Regions from separate parts of the Sus scrofa genome. Here region 2 is linked to region 1. A link is a contact called in public HiChIP or PLAC-seq data. All regions are on one chromosome and are shown on one strand. Each heading gives the region's core, a stretch centred on a gene start, on an enhancer-like site or on the middle of the called end of the contact. The rest is flanking DNA. Distances are from core to core; before and after follow the strand shown.

What was found. HiChIP or PLAC-seq counts read pairs in DNA pulled down with a chosen protein or histone mark.
Region 2: a contact with region 1 is called in an H3K27ac HiChIP or PLAC-seq map of alveolar macrophages. The contact joins the promoter of TRABD here to the promoter of SCO2 in region 1. A contact is called at or near these places in 2 of 5 promoter capture datasets (fetal liver and liver) and 1 of 2 datasets of contacts at active chromatin or transcription factors (alveolar macrophages).

The regions. Positions count from the first base shown.
Region 1 is chr5:218,199-225,098 of Sscrofa11.1, reverse strand. It overlaps SCO2 (SCO cytochrome oxidase deficient homolog 2 (yeast)), which reads right to left and starts at 4,298. Exons shown (of 2, transcript NM_001206377.1): 1 at 4,020-4,298; 2 at 2,421-3,271. The coding sequence starts at 3,258. The coding sequence ends at 2,464. It overlaps NCAPH2 (non-SMC condensin II complex subunit H2), which reads left to right. Exons shown (of 20, transcript NM_001206363.1): 10 at 169-240; 11 at 466-532; 12 at 642-749; 13 at 847-900; 14 at 1,027-1,097; 15 at 1,169-1,265; 16 at 1,354-1,422; 17 at 1,503-1,558; 18 at 1,638-1,739; 19 at 1,833-1,982; 20 at 2,048-2,315. The coding sequence ends at 2,197.
Region 2 is chr5:490,134-497,033 of Sscrofa11.1, reverse strand. It overlaps TRABD (traB domain-containing protein), which reads left to right and starts at 2,460. Exons shown (of 10, transcript XM_021091341.1): 1 at 2,460-2,557.

The sequences.
Region 1 (6,900 bases), core at 3,049-5,548:
CGTACGCTCTCCTAAAGCTTTTCCTAGGGTTTCTCTTTTACGTCTTAGTCATTAAACTTCCTGCCCCCAGAGTTCCCTGCACGGTTCTTGCCATCTGGCCCCACAGCAGAGTTGCTGAGGCCTGGGGGCTTGGGTGGAGGAGGAGGAACCCTTGGCGTTTCTTTGCAGAGCGCTGCCCAGCCTGGGATGTGTATGCTGCGGGAGCGAAGGGGGGCCCCGGAGCCTGCATCCCAGCTGAAGGTGAGAGGTGGTAGGGCCTGGGCCCTGGCAGGGAGGGCGAGCATGAGCCCCAGTGCCTTCCCCCCACCCCAACTCTCTTGGGTGCTGGCTTTTAGTTGGAGGCCCTTCGCAGTGCCTATCTTTGGAGCAACCTCCTCTCCCACAATAGGACCTCCCCCCTGGGTGTCTCACCTTGGGGCAGGGTGCGTGTCTTCCACATCCCATGTCTGCTTGTCCTCTGCTCAGGAGACGCCAGACCCCTGGCAGGGCCTGGACCCCTTCGACTCCTTGGACTCTAAGCCCTTCAGGAAAGGTAACTGGGGGAGGGGCACTCCCTGGGTGTCTGGGGCTCCTAGGGCCCGTGGGCCCAGTGAAGTGCCCTGGGCCATGGTTGTGCTCCGAGACGGTCTGTTTGCCCCCAGGTAGGCCCTACTCTGTGCCCCCCTCTGTGGAGGAGGCTCCAGGACAGAAGCGTAAGAGGAAAGGTGCTGCCAAGCTGCAGGATTTCCACCAGTGGTACCTGGCCGCCTGTGCGTGGGGCTGCGGGGCTGCGGGGCTGGGGCTGGAGGGCCCAGGCGCAGCCCGTAGGGACTTGGTTTGGTGCCTGCTGACCCAGTCCTCTTGCAGACGCAGACCACACTGACAGTAGGAGGCCCCGGCGGAAGGGCCCCTCCTTTGCAGGTGAGCCCTGGGCCGTGTGCGCCCTTCTGACGGATGCCAGTGCCTGGGGATGCCCACGGTACTGGGTGGACTGGGGGCGGGCCTGGGCGGGACGTGGGGCCCCTCTCACACGGCCTTCGTGTGCAGACATGGAGGCCCTATACTGGAAGCACGTGAGGGAGCAGCTGGAGACCCTCCGGAGGCTGCAGAGGAGGGAGGCAAGTACTGGTCACTGCGCCCCTGGGCCTGGTGGGAGAGAGCAGTGCCCCTCAGTGCTCTCTCTGCACAGATGGCCGAGCGGTGGCTGCCAAGGGCCGAGGAAGAGGGGCTGTGGCCTGTGGAGGAGGACCGCCTGGAGGACTCCCTGGAGGATCTGGGAGTGGCAGGTGGGCACCTACTGGGTGGGCCGGGTCGGGGCTCAGCACCCGCTGCCTCAGCTGACCTGCCTTCTGCTGGGGTCCTCCCCTCCCACAGATGACTTTCTAGAGCCCGAGGAGTACGCAGAGCCCGAGGGGGCAAAGCCTGGGGAAGATGCAGACCTGGGTAGGTCTGGGAGGGGCCCCGTGGAGACAGGGAGGGGCAGAGGGTGTGGCTTGTGGCCCCTCACAGCTGCCCTTTTTCAGAAGCGGAAGCCATGCCGACGTCCCTCAGCTATGAGGAGCTGGTTCGAAGGAATGTGGTAGGTCTGGGGCTGAGCGGGCTGGGACCTGGGCAGGGGGCCCGCCCAGAAGGCAGGAGGTAGCCCTGGTCTTCCCTAGGAGCTGTTCATCACCTCCTCGCAGAAGTTCGTCCAGGAGACAGAGCTGAGCCAGCGCATCAGGGACTGGGAAGAGACGGTCCAGCCCCTGCTCCAGGAGCAGGTGAGGGGGGCGGGGCCGTGGCCCCGGCTGGGGGGCGTGCCTTCCGCTGCCCACCCGGGGCCAGCCCCAGGGCCCTGACCTTCCCCTTTGCAGGAGCAGCGTGTGCCCTTTGACATCCACACCTATGGGGACCAGGTGGTCTCCAGGTTCAGCCAGCTCAACCAGTGGTGTCCCTTTGCGGAGCTGGTGGCTGGCCAGCCTGCCTTTGAGGTGTGTCGCTCCATGTTGGCCTCCCTGCAGCTGGTGAGTGGCCTGGGTGCCTGGGAGGGAAGTGGTCCCTGGTTTCTGCTGATACTTCGTCCCCACAGGCCAATGACTACACGGTAGAGATCACCCAGGAGCCGGGGCTGGAGGCGGCCGTGGACACCATGTCCCTGAGACTGCTCACGTACCAGCGGGCCCACCAGCGCTTCCAGACCTACGCTGCCCCCTCCATGGCCCTGAATGGAGAGCACTGAGCCTGGGGCCGGGCCCTGGAGCCCCGTCCCCCACGTGCCTCTGCTCGTTCCACTTTGCTTCCTGGCTGCCCCAACCTAATAAAGTGTTGCCACCCCCCCAATCCCCTAAGAAACCTTACAAAACTGTTCTGTGTGGAGGAAGGGGCTGTCTGTCCCCTGCACCCAGCGAGCAGCCGGTCCGAGCCCCCCTCCTGCCGTGGTCTCCAGGGGCTGCTGGTACAGATCCCGCGCACACACGGCTGCATCTCACCTTTTAATGACCCGACTCAGTGCAGCACACTGCGGAAGGCAGCCATGTGGCCCCGCACACTGTCCGTGATCTGCTGGGCCGACCTGGCCCTGCCGTAGTAGTCGGTGAAGAGGCCGTCGGGGCTGAGCAGGTAGATGGCGATGGAATGGTCCACGATGTAATCCTGGTCCTCGTCCTTGGGGCCAGCGCTGTAGTATACTCGGTAGCTGCGGCTCACCTGGGCGATCTGCTCAGCAGAGCCCGTCAGGCCCAGCAGCCTTGGGTGGAAGTCCTGCACGTAGCGGGCCATGGCCGCGACATCGTCCCTCTCAGGGTCCACAGTAATGAAGAGGGGCTGCACCGGGGGCAGGCCAGGCTCCGCCTCCAGCTGCCGCACCACCTGCACCAGCTTCTCCAGCTCATCGGGGCAGATGTCTGGGCAGTGAGTGAAGCCAAAGTATATCAGCACCCACTGGCCCCGAAAGTCAGCTTTGCAGCGAACTTGGCCTCGGTGATCCAGAAGACTGAAGTCGCCTTGGCCCACAGCGGCCCGGCGCAGGGCCTCTGTCCGCTGTTGCTGCCGCCACTGCTCCTTCTCCGCCCTCAAGGCCAGCCAGGCTCCACCCAGCCCAGCCCCAATCAAGGCTGTGATCAGCAACCTAGTTTGCAGCCGAGGGCCCCGGGGCTGGCCTGGCTTGCCGGTTTCTGCAGGGCCCTGCCTTGCTAAGAGCCGGTATCTCACCTGCCCGGCCTCAGCTCCCTGGATCCTAGGGAGGGCCAGAGGCCTGAGCAGAAAGAGCCCGTGCCAAGCCTTGGGTGCCCGAGCCAGCATGGACCTGATGCTCCTGGAAAAGAGCAGAGGCGTCAGAAGCCAGAAGGTGCCTTGGCCTCCTGGGTTGTCCATCATTCTGGAGAGACCTGCCACCACCTCAAGGCCCAACCCTATGAGGGCTCTGCTGTCAGCAGCTGCTCAGCCAGCCCCCGCCATCACTCACACATGCTTCGCCTCTGAAACCTCAAACTCCAGCTTAGGCGTCATCAAACATCCACAACTGTCCCTCCTGTCCTTTAACGGGAGAACCTCAGTCTAACGAGCCCAGCGCTCGGCAGCACCTGGGGGTCTGAGCTGACGGAAGCGTTCCAAGCGCCTGCCTCCTCCGGGTTCCTGAGCGTATCTATGTTTGCAATAAACTTCTACTTCTTGAAAGGAGGTGGGTGAGCCTCTCGCTTCAACCCCCAAAAGACCAACTTCTCCGCCCCTTTTGCAGCCTTTTCCCTCTGAGGCCACTTCAACCGCGCTGTTTTGGCTCCCTCCCCCGCACTTAGCGGTAACCCGGTGCCACCCGCACCGCAGCCTCCAGTTACCCGCGGGCTCCACGCCCCCTCCAGTCCTTCGCTCGTTGAACCTGCCGGGCCCGCAGCCACCCTGGAGTAGCAAAAGGTTTCCACTTGCCTCCAGCCCACCTTCACAGCTGGGCATCCCACCGCAGCTCTGGGGTCGTGGCCCACGCCCTGCTGTGGCTTCGGTGGCCTCCGTTCCTCTCAGGGGCCCCTGGAGGTTTGTTAGGCGGAGATCTTAGGACTCCCCCTCACCTGTTCGACTGCTGCTACTGGGAGGATCTCTCGAAGACTTCTGAACGTCCGGCCTGCGCCCGGTCCGACGGTTCCTGGACTTGGGAGGGCTGGATGACCTTGGTCACGTCTCGTAACCTGTCTGTACCAGCTTCCTCCTTTACAAAATGCGCTCTAAGCGATGTACGAGATGGGCCTGCAAATGCAGCCAGCTTGTAGACGTTTGCAGGGCGCCGGCACAGGCGGATCTCCCGGGCCCCCAGCGCGCCGCACCGTCCCGCGAGTCTGAGGAGGGGAACCGGAAGGCAGCTCTGGGCCCCCGCCCCTCTCGACGCCAGCGCGCATGCGTCAACGGCGCCGCGCTCGCGCGGAAGGGCGTAAAGCGGGCCCGGCTGCTGCGCGTGCGCATGCGCCAGAGGTGGCTGGCCGGCCGGAAGCTACGTGACGGGAGGCGGGGTTTTTCTGGGGCGGCCCCCCCCACGCTGGCTGCTGTCTTAGTTTGCCCGGCCCCGGGTGCCGGGCACCGGAAAGGATGCGCGCCTCCTGAGCTTCGTTGCTACGTGTCGACTGGCGCGCACGAGGGGACGGGGAGTGAGGAGGGGCCTGGGCTGGGCGCGGGTAGGGGATCTCTGCCCTTTCCCTGTCCCCTCACCGAGCCTGGTGACGGGTGACCGGGTCCGGCAGCACAGGTGCTCACCAGTGCTCTTGCCGGCTCCAGGGCCTGTGTCTCTCTTACTTCCTGTCCATCGAGAGAGCAGACAAGCTGTCCACGCCATCTTAGGGGGGAGGTTAAGGGGTCTGGAAGTGATGGAGTGATGGAGCTCCCGAAGCTTCCTGGGAGATGTGGGGAACGCTGGCTGACTCGGATCAGTCACGAGGGGTCGGGGGACCTGGCTATGGAAGTCCCCATGTGATAGGATGACATGTGCATCCGTCTGGTCACCCTCTTGAGTGAGTTGTCAGGCGCCCTGTGGTGTGGAACAGTGATCCTGGGTTTGGGTCAGATCACCTGTGATTGTGTGTGATTGGAGATCAGGGGTTTTTAACATGCGGGAGGGGGATGCTGGAGTCTGGGGTCAGGTCACCTGTGATGAGGGACGGGCTGTCAACCCGGGCGTATAGGATTCCATCCACAGGTACCACCCTCCTGTTCTGACCCATGACACAGCAGCCCACTTGCCCAGCAGCCCTTGCATTTGGCCAGCTTCCCCACCTCAGGGCTCCAGTGACCCCATCACTAACGCTGAACAAAGAGTCATCAGCAACCTTGACAAATTCCAAAATCGCAATTCTGATAGGTCTTCACTAATGACTCATCAAGGATATGGATCCCTGTCCTGTGGCCCCCAGTTATTTTGTCCAAGTTCCTATTGACAGCAATCACTTTTCCCTTGATAACGGTGACCAAAGTCCAATGACTCATGAATAACTGATCAGTATCTTCCTTAGTGATCCTCCAGAGATTCTGGCCATTTTTGTCATCAATAACCCAGCTGTATTATCAATCGGTGGCCTACCTGTCCCTGCTCTGGGCGCTGAGTGACAGCGAATCCATGAATAGACTCCAGTTTCTCCAAGGTGCCCTCCATGTGTCCAGACCACGTCTGCTAATTTCTGGTACATGCTGGGCCAAGTATGCATGCCGAGTACACATGCACAGCCACCTCCCCGCCCTCACATTTCTCCTCACCCTCCCTGGTTAGGACTTCAGCTGAAGTTAAGCATTTACTAAGTAGAATAGTGGGTGTCCAGCTGGGGTGGGAATGGAGAAATGTCTTGGGAGTTCCAGCTATGGCACAGCAGGTTACGGATCCAGCATTGTCTGTGTGGCGGCGAGGGTTCGATCCCTGGCCCGGGAACTTCCATATGCCGTGAGTGTAGCCTAAAAAGAAAAAGAAAAGAAACTGTCCTGATTTGGGATGGGGGGTGTCAGTGTAGGAGTAGATGGGTACCTGTCATTGGGGACATAAGTCTGGGGGAATGGAGGGAGAGCAGAACCTAGCTCTTCGCTGGGAGTTCTGAGCCGGGGTGGGGGGGAAAGGGCCTGACGGGGAAGGGGGATCTGGATGACTTGGTTCTGTTAATGGTGGCTGATGGGAAGGGAGGGCCAATTCTGTCCTGGGGGGGATGAGAAGCCAGGGTCCCACCTTTGGAGGCTCTGTCTGGGCCAGGCTTGAGGTTAGGAGCCGGCTTCTGTGGTCTGTAGAGGAAGTGTCTTCTAAACTTGCAGCCACAGGCAGCCAGGGCAGGTGCCAGGACCCTGCCCCGGGGCCATGTTTGTCCTCAAGCTACTGGCACCAGGCTTCAGGCCACTCCAGCTGCTGTGCTGCTGTCACTCCAGATGGCCAGGAGCATGGCCTTTAGGCACAGGTAAGGTGTTGTGGGCAGCACAGGGGGTGTTCCCATAGCGGTGGGCTATCCTCAGTGTCAGTGACAGTTCTGGGGCCTTGTGGCCTCCCTGGGGTGGGCAATCTCTGGGCCTGACCTCACACAGATTTGTGAGCTTTCCGCCTCTGGTCCAGCGTGGCAGGGAAGCCCCTGATGTCCCTTGGCTTCAGGCAGGTCAGCTCAGGCAGCTGCTGGGAAGAGGTCAGCAGGTGTGACAGGGGCAGGTGGGGCCGGGACGATTGGGGTCATCACCACTCCCGTCTGCCACACACATCTGGAACCTGTGGCTGCCCTGTGTCTGCGGCCCTGTCCCCTCTTTCTCTCCCGTGTCTGTGTTTCCTGTCTGCCTGTCTCTGTGTCTGCCTCCCACGTCAAGACCTGACAACTTGACCCCCTCCCCCGCCCCCGCCCCGAACCTGGAACCTGCCCTAACCCTGTCCGCGTCCTGTGCAGACCCCAGCCAAATTTCACCCGGTCAGGAGGGCGGCCACGAGGTGGGAACTCTGGGACAGCG
Region 2 (6,900 bases), core at 1,211-3,710, 270 kb before region 1:
GCGGGGCTGAGGCTGGTCCCAGGGCTTCACCAAGGAGTCACACACCTGCAGGTCGTGGCGGGGGACCCCGAGAGTCTGAACAGAGGCTCCTGGGAGGCAGGTGGCTGGGGCGGGTGGGGTGCAGGCCTCAATGGCGGGTGCTTTGCAGGAATCAGAGCGTGACCTCCTGACCGGCATGGCCTCCTCCAAGCCCCTCCGCAGGCCTCCGTGGAGCAACCCGGCTCGATGGGCTGGGCTTCCCGAGAATGGGGACAATCCATCGATCTGTGTTTTGGGTGTCTTTTTTTTTTTTAATTTTTTTAGGGTCACACCTGTGTCATATGGAGGTTCCCAGACTAGGGGTCGAGTCGGAGCTGCAGCTGCCAGCCTACACCACAGCCACAACATGGGATCCTTAACCCACTGAGCGAGGCTAAGGATCGAACCCACGTCCTCATGGATACTCGTCTGATTCATTACCACTGAGCCACAATGGGGACTCACCGATGTGGTTTTTTTTCTCATCACTCGGGCGTGGTGAGGCCGCGAGAGCAGAGAGGAGGGGGCTCGCCCCACCTAGGGCCTCACGGGGAGGCGCCCCAGGCAGTCACCGGGCCAGGAGAGGGAACCCCTGGTTTCTGCAGGGTGAGCAGCTACAGGACTGGCCTGCGTGCTTGACCTCGGTGAGCTCAGGGCAGGGGCGTGGCCCTAGTTGTCAGGCGCCTGGCCTGGGTCAGAAGGACTTGGAGAAGGAGCCCCCAAGGACACAGTACCCAGGGGTGGGGGGGCGGTCAGGGGCTCTGGACGAGAGCCCTCTTGGTCCCATGCAAGCAAGCAGCTCCGTTATGCCGGCGAGCCGGGCACCGGGGCCAAGATGACCCTGCTGGCAGGGTGACAGTACCCACCCAGGGACCCGTCTTGCTGGCCTCAGGCAGCAGCATTTGCCAGGTCCCCCTGCCATACCCTAAGTGGGGCTGGAGTCCAGCCCGGCCGTCCCACCCTGACCCGGGCACATGCTGTGGTTCTGCCCAGAGTAGAGATGACCCTGAGCCATGTAGGGACGAGGCTCCACCCTGTGCGGTGAGGCCTCAAGGCCATGGGAGTTCCACAGGCACAGGTCCAGGCAACGCTGGGCACAGCAGCCACAGCGCGCCCCCCCACCCCCCGTGTCTTCACTGAGACTGCTCTGCTCAGCCCTGTCCCCTGAGCCAAGGCCTGGCAGGACATTTCAGACCCAGTCTCATCCAGAGGCCTGCTCCTTGGAGCAAACACGTGGCCTCTGGGGTGTGAACTGGCCCGTGGCCTTGGCTTGCTGGGAAAGAAGGGGCCGAGTCAGTGTCCCACAGACGCATCCATCTCCCCGCAGGTGCCATGGGACGTTCCTTTGACACCCCCCCCCCAATCTGCTTGCTCCTTCCCTGCACCTTTCCCAAGAGGAGGGGCTCCCAGAGAACTGGGACCCCACCCGTCAGCTGAGGCTGCAATCCAGGCTTCTGGTCCTCACACAAGCCCCACCTGGGCTTCTCAACCCGTCTGTCGCTAGGTCCCTGGCAATCGCGCACAGCCGCTCTCCTGTGTGAATGGCCAAGGAGGGCAGGAGGGCAGAATCGACCTGAGCTGGCACACAGGAACTGGACAGAGGCCTGGGCCAAGGGCCTGGCTGCTCGACTTCAGCCCAAAGCCGTTTAGATAACAGATCACAGCCCAGCCTGTGGGCGGGAGCGGGAGCCCGCCCCGCACAAGTGAACGGGGGCGGGGGCCTCTATGGCCCACGGCAGCCCGCCCGCAGGAGGGCCACCGCCAGACTGAGAACCCGCCCAGGACCTGCACGGGTCACCAGGTCTGGGCCAGACGCCCCCTTCCTGGAACCAGCTCTGACCGCAGGTGGGCTGACCTCAAAGGCCAAACCAGGCACCGGCTGGACAGGCTGTCCTGAGGGCCCCCACCTCCCACCAACCGCGGACCCTGCCCCTTCCCCGGCCCCCTCTCCCCCGGCCGCCCCCGCCCACGTCTCCCCGGGCCCCAGCCGCCAGGCCAAGGGGTGCTCGAGGTGGCCACATGGTCGCCGTTGGGGACCCGAACGCTGCTCCTCGCTGGCACCATCACCGCTTTTTTGAGTAGTTTTGACGGTTCTGTATCAGAGCAGGCAAAGCCACCCCGAGGACGCTTTTTTTTACTAACTGGGGGCTGCGGCCAGAGAATTTTAGGGCGCGTCTCAACTCGGGTGGCAGACCTGAGACTCGAACCTGTGCCGCGTAACCGACACAGGAGTCCTCGGATCAAGGCGCCGGGGGCGGGGCGGGGAGGGGCGGGGCTTCTAGCGCGCGGCCTCCTGGGAAGTGAAGTCCGCGGCCGCTCGCGCGCTGCCCCGCGGGAACCGTAGTCCGCCGGCTCGGGCCAGGCGCGCGGCAAGAGCAGACAGACAGCGCGCGGGACTACGCTTCCCGGCATGCCGCGCGCCGCCCGGCCCCCCCCGGCCCGGGCCTGTCCGGCCGCCCCGCCCCGCGGCCCCGGTCCGCCCCGTCCGGTGGGGCGACGAGCCGCATGGAGGCCGGCTGAGGAGCGCCGCCCTGCTTCGGTACGCCGCGCGGCACGGTCCTGGGGCGGGGGGCGGCGCGCGGGGGCCCCGGTGGGTCGGGGTCAGGTCGCGGTCGAGGTCGGGAGACCAGCCAGCCCCCAGCGTAGGGTCTCGGGCCAGGAGGGTCAGCCCCGGCCTCCGAGGGGTGCGCGCGGGGTGGGCGGTCGACGGCAAGGGTCGAGAGGGCTCAAGGGCTCGAGTGGCGCACGCGGGGGGCGGGGCCGCGGGGCGGGGACCCGGGCCGGTGTCGGTCGGAGTCGGGGGCCGGGGGCGGAGTCGGTCGGAGTCGGGGGCCGGGGGCGGGGTCTGGCCTGAGCCGCGGCGGGGGGGCGGTGGAGGGTCCACACCTCCCCAGGCGGCGGCTGCAGGGTCTCGGTGGAGACCCTGGGCGCTTCCTGCCCTACGTGCTGGAGGCCTCTGCCCTTCAAGCCGAGCAAGCACGGCTGCCATATGGGCAAAGTAGACCAAACTTCCAAGGCCTGTAGGTCTTTGCCTGCCTTGTTTCTGTGAAGTAGCGTTATTGAGACACAACTTAAACGTGCCACAAAGTACCACAAAGTTCACCTATGCGTCTTTGCGAAACTATCCCGAGAAAGGAAGCGAAGGCACATGGAAAACGAGGAACTGGCCCAGAAGTCCTCGGCTGACTTTGGGCGTCAGGACAGCCTCTTCGGGAGACTGGGTGGTTTCCAGGTGGAATCCTCCTGGCTTTCGGGGTCCCCTGGAGAGGAAGCCGTCCAGGCTGCCCCCTTAGCACGCTCCGGTGCGGGCTCCTCTGACCCTGGGCCTCTGTTGCTTTTGCTGCTGATGCCCCCTCATTGTGTAACTAGGAGGGAGCCCCGGCCTTGGGGCCAGCGGTCAGCCTTGCAGGACGGCGGTGATGCTGCGGTGTCTGAGGCTGCTGGGCAAAACTGCCAAGAGGGGGCCGGGCATGGTGGACAGACAGGCCCCTACACAGTGCCCTGCGGTGGAGGTCAGTGTCGGGACCTAGCATTGGGCCGTGTCCAGGTTCCAGGGGGTCAGCCAGGTGTGCTGGACGAGGAGCCATTTAGGCGTCCAGCTCAGATGTGAATTGGCATGTGCCCTCCGCCCCAGTCCCGACCTTTGCCACACCTCCATAGAGCAGGGCCTGCCAGACCCAGGAGGGTCTCCAGTGGCCAAGGTGCCCAGGCTTCAGAAGTGGGGGTGTAGGGGGTAAGGGTCCTGGGCCACACGCTGCTGCCTCCCGGTTAGTCATTTCTCTCATGGCCCGCTAGTCCGGCCGGTCTGGGACCCTTGGCTTTCTGGGCAGGCCTTGGGGGTTGCTCTTGGCCAGCAGTGAGAAGCCCGGCCGGGGCCTGGGAGGCAGGCTTTGGCTTCCTAATTTTTAAGGGGGCGGTGAGGGAGAGAATGGCTGTCTCCGTCGCTCTTGGATCCTGACAAAATGCCACCAACAGGGGCTTCAGCAGCAGGCTGTTTTCTCAGTTCTGGAGGCGGAACGTTCAAGATCAGGTGCTGGCTGACTTGACCGCTGGTGAGGGCTCTCTTCCTGGCTTGCAGACAGCTGCCTTCTGCCGGGCCCTCTCGAGGCCGGCAGCGCCTGGCCCTCCTCTGCCCCGAAGGCTCTAACCCCGTCACAGGCCCGTCCTCATGACCTCATCTAACCCTGCTCATGTCCCCAAGTCCCCACCTTCAGATTTCACCCCACTGGGGTGAGGGTTTCAAAATATGATTTCGAGGGGGACACACTACGGTGCATGGCAGTGAGACCCAGGAGAGGGGACTGTGCCCGGGCTGGGCAGGTGGGAACCCAGGGCCTGCCGCCCACCTGGTGTCCTCGGGTCAGCCAGCAAACCGTTCTCTGGGCCCACGCAAGCACCTTGCCGCGGCCCGGGGCTCCCCCTACCCTGTGAGCGGGTGTGTGCTCTGGGGGGGCCGGCCAGACGGGCCCTCCTGAGGCTGTCAGATTCCCTCAGGTTTGGCGTTTGTTTCCTGGAAGCATGTGTCCTCTGCTTCTGTCATCTGTGTGGAGCCGGCTGATGGGAGCGCCCTCTCCGTAGGCGAGTCTCCCGAAAGCAGGTGGCCCTGGGTTTTGTTCTGCCCTCTATCCTGGGGACAGGAGGCCACACTTCAGCAGAGGGAGGCCCACCGAGGTCTAGAGGGCACGGGCCAAGGTGCCATCTGAGGGTGGCATGCCGTGTGCCGACAGTGGAACGGCTGGGGGGCTGCCGACCACCCTGGCCCTGGCGGCGGGTCAAAGCGGCCTCTGCCCAAGGCCACGCAGTGCCGGGGGGGGCGGTCTGAGGTCTGGCCCCCCCGTGGCCGGCCCCCGCAGCACCGTTCCTAGCCGCTGGCCTGGTGTCTTCCCAGGCCCTGCTCCCCGGAGAGCCAGCTCCCCGCTGGGTGAGGGGACGGGGTGCCCGGATCTGGCATGAGTGTCTGCTTTGTGCGAGCTCCACAAGGCCTCGGCTGGCAGGTAGGCGCTGGAGCCTGGCTTTAGGAAGCGGCGTGTTTCTCTCCCCGCCGGGGTGTCCGCCTGAGGCCCGCCGGTCTCCGCGGCGTGCAGTGGTGCCGAGAGCTTCCAGAATCGCAGCCTGCGGCTGAGCAGAGGCGGAGCCCGGGTCCGGGGTCCTGTGGGCGTGGGTCCTTGGCTCCCCTCTGGGCAGGCGAGAGGGGCTCGGGTCCCCGCCGAAAGTCCGTGGAGATGTGCCACGGCGGGCAGGGCTGGGAGGAGGCCGGGTAACCCATGGGGGGTGCCGGGGCCCTGGCCGAGGATGCGGAAGCCGGATCGCCGGCAGAGGCGTTGCTGTGACAGCATCAGAGGCGCTTTTTAGAAGCACGGGTTCTTGCCACTGAAGGGGCCTCGGTGGCTTTCCTGCTCCGCCTGGCCCGGCCCGGCCCAGGCCAGGCACCCGGCCCCCCGGGAGCTCGAGGGCACCTGGGTCCTGGTGGCCCAGGGGGTGGCCCAGCCATCCGGGGCCCTGCCGGTGGCGGGGGGGCAAGGTGTCCCCAGCCCGCGGCCACCACCCCCGGAGGAGGGAGACGGAGGCAGGGCGGCCTCCCTCATGCTGGCCGTCCCGGGCAGCCTCGGGGGCGCCGCAGGCTGAGGCGATGACGGGCCAGCGCGGGAACCGAGAGGCGGGCAGGCCCCGCTCCGCCTCAGACACAGCTTCCTGTTTCCATTTCGGTCCGGGCCTTGCGTCAGGGCGGCGCGTTCCGCCGTGAGGCCCAGCCAGCGGCTGCCCGCCGCCCACCCGGGCAGGGCCTTTCCCGTCGTCGGGGCTGCCGCTTCCCCGCCGGTGCCCTGCCCCCTGCAGAGGCCCCTCGCCGTTCCGGGCGCCCCTTTGGCCTGCGCCTGTCCCACTCCCCGACCCTGATTCTTCCAGAAGGCTCAGCCGCCCTCGGGGGTGGGGGGGGTGTGGGCAGGGGGCACCGCCCCGCCTCGGGCTGTGTGTCCAAGGCCTCTGCTCTTGCGGGCGGGAGCCCAGGGAGGGCCGGCGCTGCCCGGGCACCCGCGGGGCTGGGAGCGGAGCCCGGGTTGGGCCGAGGTCACAGGGAACACAGGGGCGGGGACCCCGACGGCGTCTTCTGCAGATCTGACTACTCCTCCGTCCCTCTTGGGATGAAGGTTGCAGCGCGTCCAGCCCCAGCGAAACAAGTGAGCGGCTCCGTGGCCGCGTGGGGGCCCCAGGCGCCCAGCAACCACTGCCGCCGCGCGTCCTGCAGGCCGCGTCCCTCGGGCGGTGGGCTCCTGGCGGGCAGATGGGGGGCCGAGACAGACCCCGTGGCGCCACTGAACCCAGATGCGAGTAACTCCCGGCTCGGCAGTCTCCAGTCACTTGCCCAATTCTCCAGTGGCCACCATGTTTTTTCCCTTTTTTTGTCTTTGCAGCGCTGCACCCGCAGCACATGGAGGTTTCCGGGCTTGGGGTCAAATCAGAGCTGCAGCCACACGGGATCCGAGCCGCATCTGCGACCGACACCACAGCTCACGGCAATGCCGGATCCTTAACCCACTGAACAAGACTGGGGATCGAACCCGCGTCCTCATGGATGCTAGTTGGGTTCTTCACTGCTGAGCCACGATGGGAACTCCAGCTCACCATTTTTAACAGCTCTCTTGAGCCAGGCCTTGGCCTCTGCGGCTGAGCCTCCCAGTGCCCGCGGGTGCCGGGTGCCCTGTCCTTTGGAGGCAGGACCCAGCTGTAAACTGGACTGTGCATCCAGAGGTAGAACCAGAGGCTCCGTCAGACTCCAGTTTGGATTTCCAGAGGCATCTCGGGGGGGTTGGGTGAAGCGCGTGGGCAGACGCTGCTCTCTTGCCAGGCGGGAAGCGCCCGTGTCCAGACACGGCCCCGGCTGGC